Linked DNA regions of Mus musculus: all the other regions are linked to region 3. The links are chromatin contacts, called in public Hi-C and promoter capture Hi-C maps. All regions are on one chromosome and are shown on one strand. The core of a region is the stretch at or near the end of the contact, and the rest is flanking DNA. Distances in the headings are between cores, read along the strand shown. Region 1 has its middle 5.1 kb from the start of Gm30442. Region 2 holds the start of Ppp1r14bl (protein phosphatase 1, regulatory inhibitor subunit 14B like). Region 3 holds the start of Rims1 (regulating synaptic membrane exocytosis 1).

The links. Promoter capture Hi-C pulls out the DNA fragments that hold promoters and counts their contacts. A called contact is a pair of places that touch in the nucleus more often than the background predicts.
Region 1: a Hi-C map of cerebral cortex shows a contact between it and region 3, with 2.1 times the contacts expected there. The contact joins the enhancer-like site here to the promoter of Rims1 in region 3. A contact is called at or near these places in 1 of 39 promoter capture datasets (liver), 3 of 484 Hi-C or Micro-C datasets (cerebral cortex, cortical neurons and embryonic stem cells), 1 of 115 datasets of contacts at active chromatin or transcription factors (forebrain) and 1 of 9 other capture datasets (adipose tissue).
Region 2: a contact with region 3 is called in a promoter capture Hi-C map of hippocampal neurons, with 7 times the contacts expected there. The contact joins the promoter of Ppp1r14bl here to the promoter of Rims1 in region 3. A contact is called at or near these places in 4 of 39 promoter capture datasets (hippocampal neurons, liver and stem cell-derived epiblast-like cells), 2 of 484 Hi-C or Micro-C datasets (cerebral cortex and embryonic stem cells), 2 of 115 datasets of contacts at active chromatin or transcription factors (forebrain and neural progenitor cells) and 1 of 9 other capture datasets (adipose tissue).

What each region holds. Positions count from the first base shown.
Region 1 is chr1:23,116,917-23,120,923 of GRCm38.p6, reverse strand. It overlaps the pseudogene Rn4.5s-ps4. Among named protein-coding and RNA genes, the nearest start is that of Gm30442, 5.1 kb to the left of the region's middle. Within about 2 kb of position 1,308, at least 19 of the 459 cell types and tissues checked have an H3K27ac peak or open chromatin away from gene starts, as enhancers often do. A contact at or near this core is called in adipose tissue, cerebral cortex and cortical neurons, where this site is marked.
Region 2 is chr1:23,100,411-23,104,223 of GRCm38.p6, reverse strand. It overlaps Ppp1r14bl (protein phosphatase 1, regulatory inhibitor subunit 14B like), which reads left to right and starts at 1,971. Exons shown (of 1, transcript NM_025746.2): 1 at 1,971-3,751. The coding sequence starts at 1,993. The coding sequence ends at 2,454.
Region 3 is chr1:22,804,509-22,808,226 of GRCm38.p6, reverse strand. Rims1 (regulating synaptic membrane exocytosis 1) reads left to right here and starts at 2,069. Exons shown (of 35, transcript NM_183018.4): 1 at 2,069-2,666. The coding sequence starts at 2,503.

The sequences.
Region 1 (4,007 bases), core at 59-2,558, 310 kb before region 3:
CTCCTTACTCCTACCTGTCCAATGTAAATATGTTTCCAACATTTAAAAAAAGGCAAAGGAAACTGACATTTTCAGTCAAAAGCAAATTATAAGAGACAAATTTTATTTTTCTCACTTGAGTAACAAAAAGCACAACAAATGAAACTGTGGCTCTTGGGATACTGGACATGGGGGATGGGACACACTGTTAAATGTAAGAGAGTGAACCTGGAGGTTCACATGTCTGCATCTTGACAGACCCTGGAGAGGGATTCCTGGTCAGAGGCACACATCTGCACTGTGTCAGTTCTGGGAGAAAGCAGCCAAGTCATGGGTGAGGGCAGTGTTCAGGGATAGCCCTGAGTTGTGAAGCTTGGGCCACATGTCCATAGAGTAAAAGGTGCTGGGGAGAATCCCGCATGGGAGAATCCTGTGCACAGAAGGAGCTCCGCCGGTACTCAGAGGCATCACTGTACTCAACTAAGCAACCACTAAAGAAAAGAACATGAAAACTAAATGAAAGTGGCTAGCAGTCACACTGGCCATGGATAGAGCAATTTCTACATGACATTAGAAAACTATATAACTAGTAAATAAATGGACTCTTTTCTTGTGGTGAACAATTCATTCTATTCTGAGCAATGCTCCATTTCCTTCTGATATATCTTTTTTTGTTGGTTATTTTATTTATTTACATTTCAAAAGTTGTCTCCCTTCCTGGTCTCCCTCCACAATCCCCCCATCCTATTCCCCCTCCCCTTTGTCTCTATGAGAGTGCTCTTCCACCCACACACTCACTCCCCGCTCACCCATCAGAGCAACAACTGGAGTAAAATGTTAATATGGCACTTATGCCCATATTATAATAGAAGCTAAGAATGTTTATAATAATACAATACTGCTCATAGGGCAAGGCAATATATGAGACATAACATAACGTATAACAGCCAGTATTGTATATCATCTTGAAGGGCTGTATTTCCAGCTGGTTAGGCCAATGGTTCTATGCTATACCAAAATCGAATTATGTAATTATATAAATTTGACAGTGAAAGGCAATATGTAGATTAGCTATTAACATTTTTAAATATGCTGAAGGAGGCAAGTGCAGGTTTTGTACAATAATTCATGCTTCAGATGCCTGAGCTTCATTCCAGGTGTCAGGACAGACCCTGGGCACTGAGTGGACTGCAGGAATACAAAGGACCTCCCTCTGCCCCTCGTCTCTCCCTCTCGGTCCTTACCCCCATTTTCTTCCTCTCTCCTGCACTGCATCGTATGGACTGAGTGTAGTATTTCAGTGAACATTAGCTCACCAGATCTCTATTTCTGGCTCCTTTTGTAAGCTGCTGCACAGTCTGGCTTCTGTGAGACATGAGGATTTGGGCTAGTTCACTAAGTGTTTGGTTCTCTCGTGTTACATAAGGTGTAATCTCAACATGCTGTTTTCTACTTTTTTTTTAATGAACCAGTGACACCTGCTTCTCTGCCCTCTGAAACAATCTGTAGATATTGACCAGTTTTCCTCTCATAGAAACTTCTATTATTCATCTATCTATCTATCTATCTATCTATCTATCTATCTATCTACCATGATTATATCCATCAGTCCTTTTATATACTTGTAGGTTTCTATATCCTTAGCATCTGCAGATTCACCCAATCTCAAATGAAAAAAAAATTTTTAAAAATTCATACTGTAGAACACTTTACTTATAAACCAGTCAGCATGGCAGTGTTTTGTATAGCACTTACATTAAAATTGATATTAACAGTAATCTGGAGATGAGTTAAAGTATTCAGGGAGATTTGCACAGGTTGTTTGCCTTCTTACAGAGAAGCACGCGTACCTCTCTCTCCCCAGTGGTCCTGAGACTCCATCCCTACCCTAGTGCACAAGTATCCTGGGATGGCTCCACCTGTGTGCTTAGCAACAGCACTGATAATCCTCGTTTCCTTTTATCAGGCTCTTCAGCTGTCGTGTTCTTCCATTCCTTTTAGCTTTATCTCTTTCAGTTTTATTTTGAACTTTCATTTACATATAAATAAGACTTGAACATATTGAAAACTTGATTTTCAATAAATGCAGTGTTACTAATGTGTTTTTAGACTGAAGGCACCGTAATGGTGCAAAGGTGCGTCATATATTGCATGAAATACAGCAACTTGGAAATGTACACAGGACACACAAAGAATACCAACATGTTGTCACACCAAGGCAGAGTGCTGAGCGGGAGTTTCAATAGCAACAACTTGTGGTTTGGTTTCCCTCTTTGCCACTAACCTACTGTAAATGATTTAATGTTGTGTTTCAGTTGCACTTGTAGAAGGAGCTCAGTAGCAAACCTGTTCAAGCTGCAAGGTAGGTTGTCGCTGCACAACTTTAGAATAAATGAACCATGGAGCTAGTAACCCTGCAAACACCCTGAATCCTTTAGTATTATATTGGGGGTTAACCACTTATTTTATTCAAAGATAGATCATTCATTCATTTAGCCCCATATTAGGGATGCCAATGAAAACATATGCAAAGAAAAATTTACTTAAATACCCCAGATAAGCAATGAGAAAGTGATTTGTGCTTTGTCATTGGTGTTGAGTTCTAGAAAGTAGAAAGTCTCAAAAACAAACAAAAACCAAAACCAACACAAAGCAGTTTTGCTGTTTGGGTGGCAACCTGCACAGAGGAAGTGCTGCTCTGTGGCAAATTTGCTGAAGTGGCAATTAAGAATTAATCTCCACATGTTAAAAGCCATACAGAAACCTCAGATAATATTCAACCTTTCCAAAGACACTTCTTCAGATTATGTGCATCACTTTTTGGATGACAGAATAATTTACTTTGCAAACAGGGGTCTTCTGAGAGTGAAACGAAGATTACTAGTCATTCTAGCTAACAAGAGTAAACTTACTATCTTGGGAAATTGTGAATGGTGCATTGAGTGGGAAATAAAAGGTTATTTTGTTCTTGTTTTGCTTTGAGATAGGGCCTCATTATGCAGAGCTGCCTTGCCTGGACTTCACTATGTAAACCAGACTGGATTTAAAGAAAAATGGCAGATTTTTTTTTTCAATCTAGCTATTCTTATAAGCTGGCAAGATAGCCTGTTATCTAATATGTATGTATCCATAAATACGTAAATGCATATATTTACATATACATTTGTGTGTACAAATACAGAAACTCATATTATCAGAATACAAAACTTCTGGGTGGACCAGGAAATGAGTCTTCTATTTTAATCACGAAGTATTTCAAGTCAGTTTCCTGTGCCAAGCACTTCCCACATGGGAATGCTGTAAGAATGCAGAAGGGCTGCACAGGAAGTGTAAGAAAGGAATGTCACACTGGAAAGCTCAGAACTTGTAAAGGGCATCTGGTGTGTTTGTCTACCCTCTTTTCTGTGTGTGTGCCGGGGGAGTGGGGTGGGGAGGGGGATGGGAGTGCCATCAAGATGTATTGTATTCATGTATGAAATCTTCAAATAAAAAAATGCTGGAGCTGGAGAGATGGCTCAACAGTTAAGAGACTGGCTGCTCCTCCAGAGTTCATGAGTTCAATTCTCAGCAACCACATGGTGGCTCAAACCATCCATAGTGGAATCTGATGCCCTCTTCTGGCATGGAGGTATAGATGTAGATAGAGCATTAATATACATTAAATACATACATGCATACATACATACATACATACATCTTTGCTGGTTGTGGTGAAGCACACTGGTAGGATTTGCTGAAGGAGGCAGAGGCAGGAGGATCATGAGTCTGAGGCCAGCCTGGGCTACGCATAGGGTCTGGAGACATGGCTCAGCAGTTAAGAGCACTGACTGCTTTTCCAGAAGTCCTCAGTTCAATACCCTGCAATTGTAAGTGGCTCACAACCATCTGCAATGGGATCCGATGCCCTCTTCTTGTGTGTCTGAAGACAGCTACAGAATATCCATATAAATAAAATAAATTTGTACGTCTTTCCCCCAGATGGGGGATGGGGCCACTCACTCATCTCCAAATATTTAACCCAGAATTGC
Region 2 (3,813 bases), core at 722-3,221, 300 kb before region 3:
TTTTTTTTTAATTACGTATTTTCCTCAATTACATTTCCAATGCTATTGGATACAACATTTTTTTTAATATAAATATCTTGTCTTTTTATTTTAATTAGGTATTTTCTTCATTTACATTTCCAATGCTACCCCAAAAGTCCCCCAAGCCCTCCCCCCAATCCCCTACCCCCACTCCCACTTCTTGGCCCTGGCGTTCCCCTGTACTGGGGCATATAAAGTTTGCATGAACAATGGGCCTCTCTTTCCACTGATGGCTAACTATGCCATCTTCTGATACATATGCAGCTAGAGACACAAGCTCCGGGAGGTACTGGTTAGTTCATATTGTTGTTCCACCTATAGGGTTGCAGACCCACAACATTTTTTAAAAATATATATGCATCATAAAATGTCAAGCGAGCTGACAGGCACTCACTTCCATGCTTACTCACGTTGAGAACATGTGTAGGTCCTCTCAGTGACTTTCAAGTGTACAGTCCATTATTGATAACTGAAGTAACCAGGCTGTACAATGACTGTCTCTTCAGTTTGGATGTTGAGAAAGATTTCCTATAGGCCTAAGATGTTATCTTATGACATCTTTAGCTTTTAGATTGGTGGATGCCAGTAGCATAAAAAGTTAATAAAGTTCTAAATGGTTTTATCTATGAGTCACACGATGTTAATTCCAACACAGAGGTAGGCAACAACTAGCTGTTCCAGAAGGCTAGAGATAGCCCAAGATAAAGTATCTAGCCTTTGTACCTGCAGAGTTACAGCATGGAAATTCTAATCAGCCAATCAGTCTCTGCACAGTAGAGGACCAGGTTGGGGGTCCATCACACGAGAAGATGTTCAAGAGTCTGAAAGAGTTTCAGGCCTTGTGCAAGGAAAGTAGAATTTATTCTCCTAATGTCCACATTGAGAGAGTAGAGAGGGGAAGGCAGGTCTAAGGAAATAGGACCAAGGTCGCTGACCTTCCCAATCACACAGCAAAATATGTTTTCTTTTATTTCTGGCCCAAACATGTATTGAAAAAGCTCTAAGGACATTTCTGGGTAAGGAGCTTCTAAAAGCACAATGGGGCCTGGAGATTCTGCTAAATAATACAGTTACTTGTTCTGTTTGCAGCCCTTCTGTGTGGGATTTTGCCATCTGGAAAGCTGGATTTCCAGGAGGTAGGGAACTTGGTTTTTATGAGCCCGTGAGAAAAGAAGAGATGGTGGCCAGGCCTGTGGGGTACCAGAACTGTGTGACACAGAAACTATCTGAGAACTACTGTGAGAGATGAGCTTCGGGGAGGTATAGGAATGACAGAAGAGTGTTGGACCTCCTAGAGTTCCTAGTACAATCACGTCCATTTTATGTTAGCACTCAGCAGCCCAGCAATTCTGCCGTGGCTGAGGGTGCAACCTGATCCACCTACTCCACATGGTGGGCAGCGTCAGATGCAGGAGCAACACGGAAGTGCTCTCTGTTTTTGATCAGAATCCAAGACTTGCCATCACAGGTATCCAGGCTGATTGGGGTTCTTGATAGTTTTCTATTTCAAACCTGCAGCAATTCTTTGTCTACTGTTAATACTCTCTAACATTCATAACTTTTTGAGAAAGTTATAGGATGTCCAGGGCCTACCTATCTACCTCCTCAAACTCTTTTTCAAATTGACCTTTAGTTTTTGATGCTTTTAAATTCTTAAAAGTCTTTGCTGGATCTTTGAATACACTCATGGCATCCTGTTTTTGCTATCAGCTTGTATAACTTACTGTTGATGATGATGATAATGTTGAACAAGAACAACTGCACGCAGTATAGCATTTATACTTCGTTTATGGTATTCATTTGGCAATCCCCCTAGTAGGGAACATCATGAACCACACTAGGGCAGCTGCTCCCCAGGGCCAGAGCTTGAAGCCACGAGCCAACCTGAGCCAGTGGTCAGCCGGGGAGGAGGAGTGGGGGTGGGGTCCAGGAGGCAGCTGCGCAGGCTCATACGTGGCCCCAGCGGCCGCCATGGCGGACAGCGGCCCCTCGGGGGGGCCAGCTTTGACTGATCCAGGCCCCGAGCCAGGCAGTGCCAACACAGGGCCCCGAGTCTACTTCGAGAGTCCCCCTGGGACCCCAGGCGAAACCCCTGGCCCCGGGAACAACCCGGATAAAGATGACCAGGTGAGACGGCCACATAGGCCAGATAAGATCATCGTCAAGTACGACCGCAAGGAGCTACGGAAGCGCCTCAACCTGGACGACTGGATCTTAGAACAGCTCACTGGTCTCTACGACTGCAAGGAAGAGGAAATCCCAGAGCTCGAGATCGATGTGGACGAACTCTTAGACATGGAAAGCGACGATACCCGGGCTGCTAGAGTCAAGGAGCTGTTAGTTGACTGTTACAAACCCACTGAGGCCTTCATCAATGACCTGCTAGACAGGATCCGGGGCATGCAGAAGCTGACCATACCCCTGAAGAACTAAAAAGGTACTGACTCGGATGACCGTGGCTCCCGCAGGACAATCGCTGTCCCCCAGTCTCCTAGCAATAGCGATACTGGGAGACCCTGCAGCCAAGCCTGGTGCCATGAGCAGGGATCCTCTTGTCCCTGCCTAGGGGCCACTTCCCCGCCCTCAGTTTTCCATTTTGGCTTTTTAATTTTACTTTTAAAAATAATTGTTATTAAACTGATGGGACTTTAAAAACGAAGAACTATACTAGGACCGTAAGTAGAGAATTGTAACTTTGGTAATTAACATACTTTTCCCCTGATCTCTGTGAGTCACATCACCTGAAACTGCTGAGTTGGACATCATCAGCAATGTGCGGTCCTTTTTCTAAGTGAAGCCTCCTCCAATTTCTCTAGGGATTAAGGAGTAATACATTTTAAAAGTATGACTGTCAACAAGCGAATCATACCCGTAAAAATGCTAATTTCATTTGTTTGGTTGATCTATCAATTGAGTAGATTTGTAAAATGAGTCTATGGCGCGATGGTAGAAAATGCTGAAGGACAGTTATACTCTTGTCTTCAGGGAGCAAAGCCTAGTGACATGCGACCAGGGGAGAAAGTACACACGCAGAAGAGGGAGGACGTAGAACGAAGGACTTGGGGCTGCTGTCACCCCTTCTTTTCTCTGAAGGGGGAGTTCAAGTCATACCCCTTCCCACCTCAGAGGATGGAGAACCAAGAAATCGACCCTTCCAGGACCCGGAGCTTTTCCAAGGCACTTCCTGCTAGGCCTAACTTCCACCAGGCAGCCTCGCCTAGTTCAGTGCCTGGCTAGTAATCTCCAGCTGGCTTTGAGGCTTGGCCCATCATTTCCCAATCCACAGCAAGGACCTGTGCTCAAGCCAGGATATCGTCCCAGGCTTGCTGGAGTTAGTAATGTACCAACGTTTCAGCACAGCCTGGAGCTTTTAAAGACATTGAAGCTGTTTTCCCTCTTGCTATGGAGACACGGGAATTGGTATCCTAAATCTTTGGGTTTGAATTCCGTTCTCATCACTAGCTCAGCAAGTCCAGACAAGTCACATAACCGTTTCAAGCCTCTGTTTTGCTCCTGTTAAATGGCAACAATAAAAGCAACTCATACAGTGAGAAGTTACCTCCAGCACACCAAGAGCTAGCTACGATTCCATTTCTTCTCTGTTTCCCCCCTGCCTCTTTCTTACAAATATGTTACTTTTGGCTCATTTTCTTCACTGAATGGGGACAAGGAAGATAGTAATAAAAATGTACATTTACAGTTGTTTAAAAATAAAATTAATAAGCCGAAACATGTTAAACAAGATCCATGATATTAAATACTTGGTATTGTTCTAATAGATAATTACATTCA
Region 3 (3,718 bases), core at 820-3,319:
TCTGCTCTATTTCACACAGATGCAAGGGATGTTATTTAGCCAGGGTCAAGATCGTCTTGAATAGAGCCAGAATTCCAACTCAGGTTCCTTCCTTCCTTCCTTCCTTCCTTCCTTCCTTCCTTCCTTCCTTCCTTCCTCCCTCCCTCCCTCCCTCCCTCCCTCCCTCCCTCCCTCCCTCCCTCCCTTCCTTCCTTCCTTCCTTCCTTCCTCTTTCCCTCCCCCCTCTTTCATCTTCTTAAATATGTGATCTGTGAAGAGAAGAAAGTATAATTTTTTTAATGATGAAAAGATGCTGATCAGAGTGTTCTATCAACTGCTTTAATTAGAGAAAAGAGAAAATCTGGCTAGATATCAGTACCTATGGGAAAAAAATCAGTGGAAATTTAGAGGACTGCACAGTTATTTCAGTGACAATCTCTTAAGTGACACAACTATAAAAATGTACAGTGTTGTATGGTATAAACATGATGATTACAAAGCCATAATAAATACTCACATACTGAAGATTGTTCTTGGTTATAACCCTCTTGATAGTTATTTTATAAGGGAGAGAAAGAGATGGGTGTGGAGGGGAAGTAGGGGGACTAGCTGTGTCCAAAGTGAGACAACAGGAATGGCCAGATATTGAACGTTACTAGATGATAAGTGGCTAGGTTTACTCTGGAGATGCCTGAAGCAGACATGGCAACTGTTTCAAATAATTCAAAAAAATTCTGCTTAGTGGAGAGATTGAGTCTTAAGGACCAAGTTACTACTGTAGGTAGTGAGCATTTAATTACTAAGAAGTTTCACATATATATCTCCACATAAAAACTGCATTTACTGGCAAAATCAATTGAACTGTAAGGTCTTTAAATGTGAAGCTTTTAGCATCGTATAACCCCCCCATCCTTGCCCCCCCCATGTTAACAAAGTTAAGGCTGAAGGGGGAAAATAGGTACTATCTTGCTTCTGGAACTACAGAAAGAATTCCCTGGAGAGAAAACCCATCCTATCTCGCATCATTGCTATGAGATCCTTACTGGGAAATGGCTCAATTTGAGCCAGTCTCTCTATTGATCCTTTTATAATTGCATTACCAAAATTCAGTCTCCAGGTTTCAAAGGCGATAATATTACGTATTTTGAAAGAATTGTCTATTAATTTTCCCCCCTTTATCACTGAGAGAAGCTCACCCTTTAATGCCTATCATCGTACCAGGCACTGAGCAGACGCTTTTAAATCCAATAGGATATGGGTGGGTGTTTTCCTTATCGTGCTATCGTGGTGTTGTTGGAGAAGTACCCACGGAGGCTGAGAAGTGAGTGCATGATGATAGCGAACATCACTGGAGGAATTAGAGTAGATAATCCATTTCCAAGCACCAGTGAAGTGCAGTTATGCAGTCTGATGGGGCTACCCAGTGCCCCAAATGGCAAATTAAAGAGTTACTGTGTGGTGGGGCATCTTGAGGGGAAAATGAGGATACATAGCAGAACAATTCTAGCGAGAACCCATCAAGAAAAAGATTGCATTGAAGGGTACAATGCTAATTCGGGTTGCTGGATGTGTGTATGTTGTGTGTGTGTGCACCAAAATTATCTAGGAACCCACACACAACTGTGGCTGTGCACACTTGCCGAGTAAAGCAGAAAGACATGGTGGCAGGAAGGGGAAAATAGACCTAGAGGGTGTACCATCCTGCTGTTCTAAACCCTGTGGGTGCTCTAAAAGCATCAATGATGAAGACTGTGGCGAGGATGAAGATGATTAAAGCAACCCATGGGAAAATAGGGCTGGGGAGGATGACATGGACCAGGACCTGGGAGAGGGAGGATGACTCAGGGTGAGGGGTACCTTGGGAGAGATCAGTGGAGTATGCACGTCGGCGAGCGTGGGGCGGGGGGAATGGCCAGGGCACGCGTGGCTCGGACCCGGGGAGTGGGTGGGTGGTGCCCGTGGGCGGAGCGGCTCCGGGACTGAGTGGCTGGCAGCTTATGTCTGCGAGAGCAGCAGCATCACCCGGGAGCGAAGCTCCGAGACTCCGCCTAACTGACACCCAAACTCTCCCTCTCCCTCCCGCAGCCCCAAACTGGAGGCAGCGGAGCCCGCGAGCAAGCAGCGTCGGGCGGCCCCGGCCCGGCCCCGCCCCCGGCCCGCCAGCCCAGCCCGCGCCCGGCCGCCGTGCTCCGGAGCTCAGCGCCAGCCCTCGCCCTCTCGCCGAGCCTCCGCCTGCCCGCCCCCGCCGGCCGAGGCTGGGCTGCGGGAGGCGGCCAGGCGGCCCCGAGCCTCGCCAGGGCGACCCAAACAAAGGCAGCATCCGGGCTCGGCGGGAGGCAGAGCATCATGAGAGACTGGGTCCTCGCTGTCCCCGGCTCCGCTGCTGCTGCCGCTGCCGCCGCCGCTGCCGCCGCCGGGAGGGCTTCGCTGTGAGCGTGGAAAGCAGGGGCGCAGCTGCGGGGCGTGAATCCGAAAGGTGAGAGCCAGAGCCAGCGAGCCGAGGGGGCGGGCAGGCCACGAAAAATGTCCTCGGCCGTGGGGCCCCGAGGTCCTCGCCCACCCACGGTGCCTCCCCCTATGCAAGAACTGCCCGACCTGAGCCACCTGACCGAGGAGGAGAGGAACATTATCATGGCAGTGATGGACCGGCAGAAGGAAGAGGAGGAAAAAGAAGAGGCCATGCTCAAGTAAGCACCCCCCAACCCCCCAGGGCACGCCATCCATCCCTCGGTGGTGCCTCCATCCATCCATTCACTACTCACTCACCAGGTCCTCTGGGTTGAGTGTGGGGGAGGGGCTGACGAGGGAGCAGGGGTGAGGGCAGAGGTGCCCACCTTGGGGCTAGGGGCCCCTCCTCGGGATTGAGCAGGGTAGAAGTCTGGGAGTCCGGAGAAAGGAGAGGACCCCACAAAGCCAAAAACCTAGGACCCCAGGAAGATGGCTTGAGCCAGGAGTGCCCAGGAGGACTGAGTGGACAGGGGGACCACCGTGGGGTGAGATATGCAGCGCCAAGTGAAGCTGATCCCACCCAATGGTAGGAGCTCTGGGCTGAGGGCAGATTAGGGACCAGGGCATGAGTGGAGAAAAGGGTGGAGGTAGAGATGGTGAGGGCAGCTCCTCCTTGGAGTTGTTGAGCACATCTGAGTTACAACAGTGAAGGGTGCTTGCTGGTATTTATATAATAAAAAGGCTTATTTTTAGTGTTTGTTTTGGTGCTCATTCATTTTACAATGCAAAGGTTGGGTCTTTTTTGGGCAGTTGCCATCTTTGGTAACCTGCATTCCCAGCTTCCCTTTAACCTTTGATTCTGAGGCTTCTACACAGAATAACTGTATGAAGACACATTTTCTTATCCGCATGCAAGGCCACTGGCAGTACAAAGTTTTTTTGGTAATGACAGCAGCTGATTGGTAACTCTGGCCTGAAATAAAATAAGGGTTTCTCATTACTGGCTTCTAAGAGACCTCTGGGGCCTTCCCATTTCCCAAAGGAAGCAGTCGGGGATTAAATATCTACACATGCCCTGTTTACAGAACCCATCAGCCCTTTAGGGGACCCGTGCCTGGTGCCCCCATTTTCCTGGGCATGAGGAGGGGATGGGGTTGACTATTGGTAGTGCAGGAGTCTGTGAGACTGTACTACCCTTTGCTTCAGAACTGCTTGCAAGGACTGCCATACATGCTGGCCTTGGCTTCTTAGCCTCTCCGGTGGCGTGAAGTAGAAGGGGATTTCAACTCTG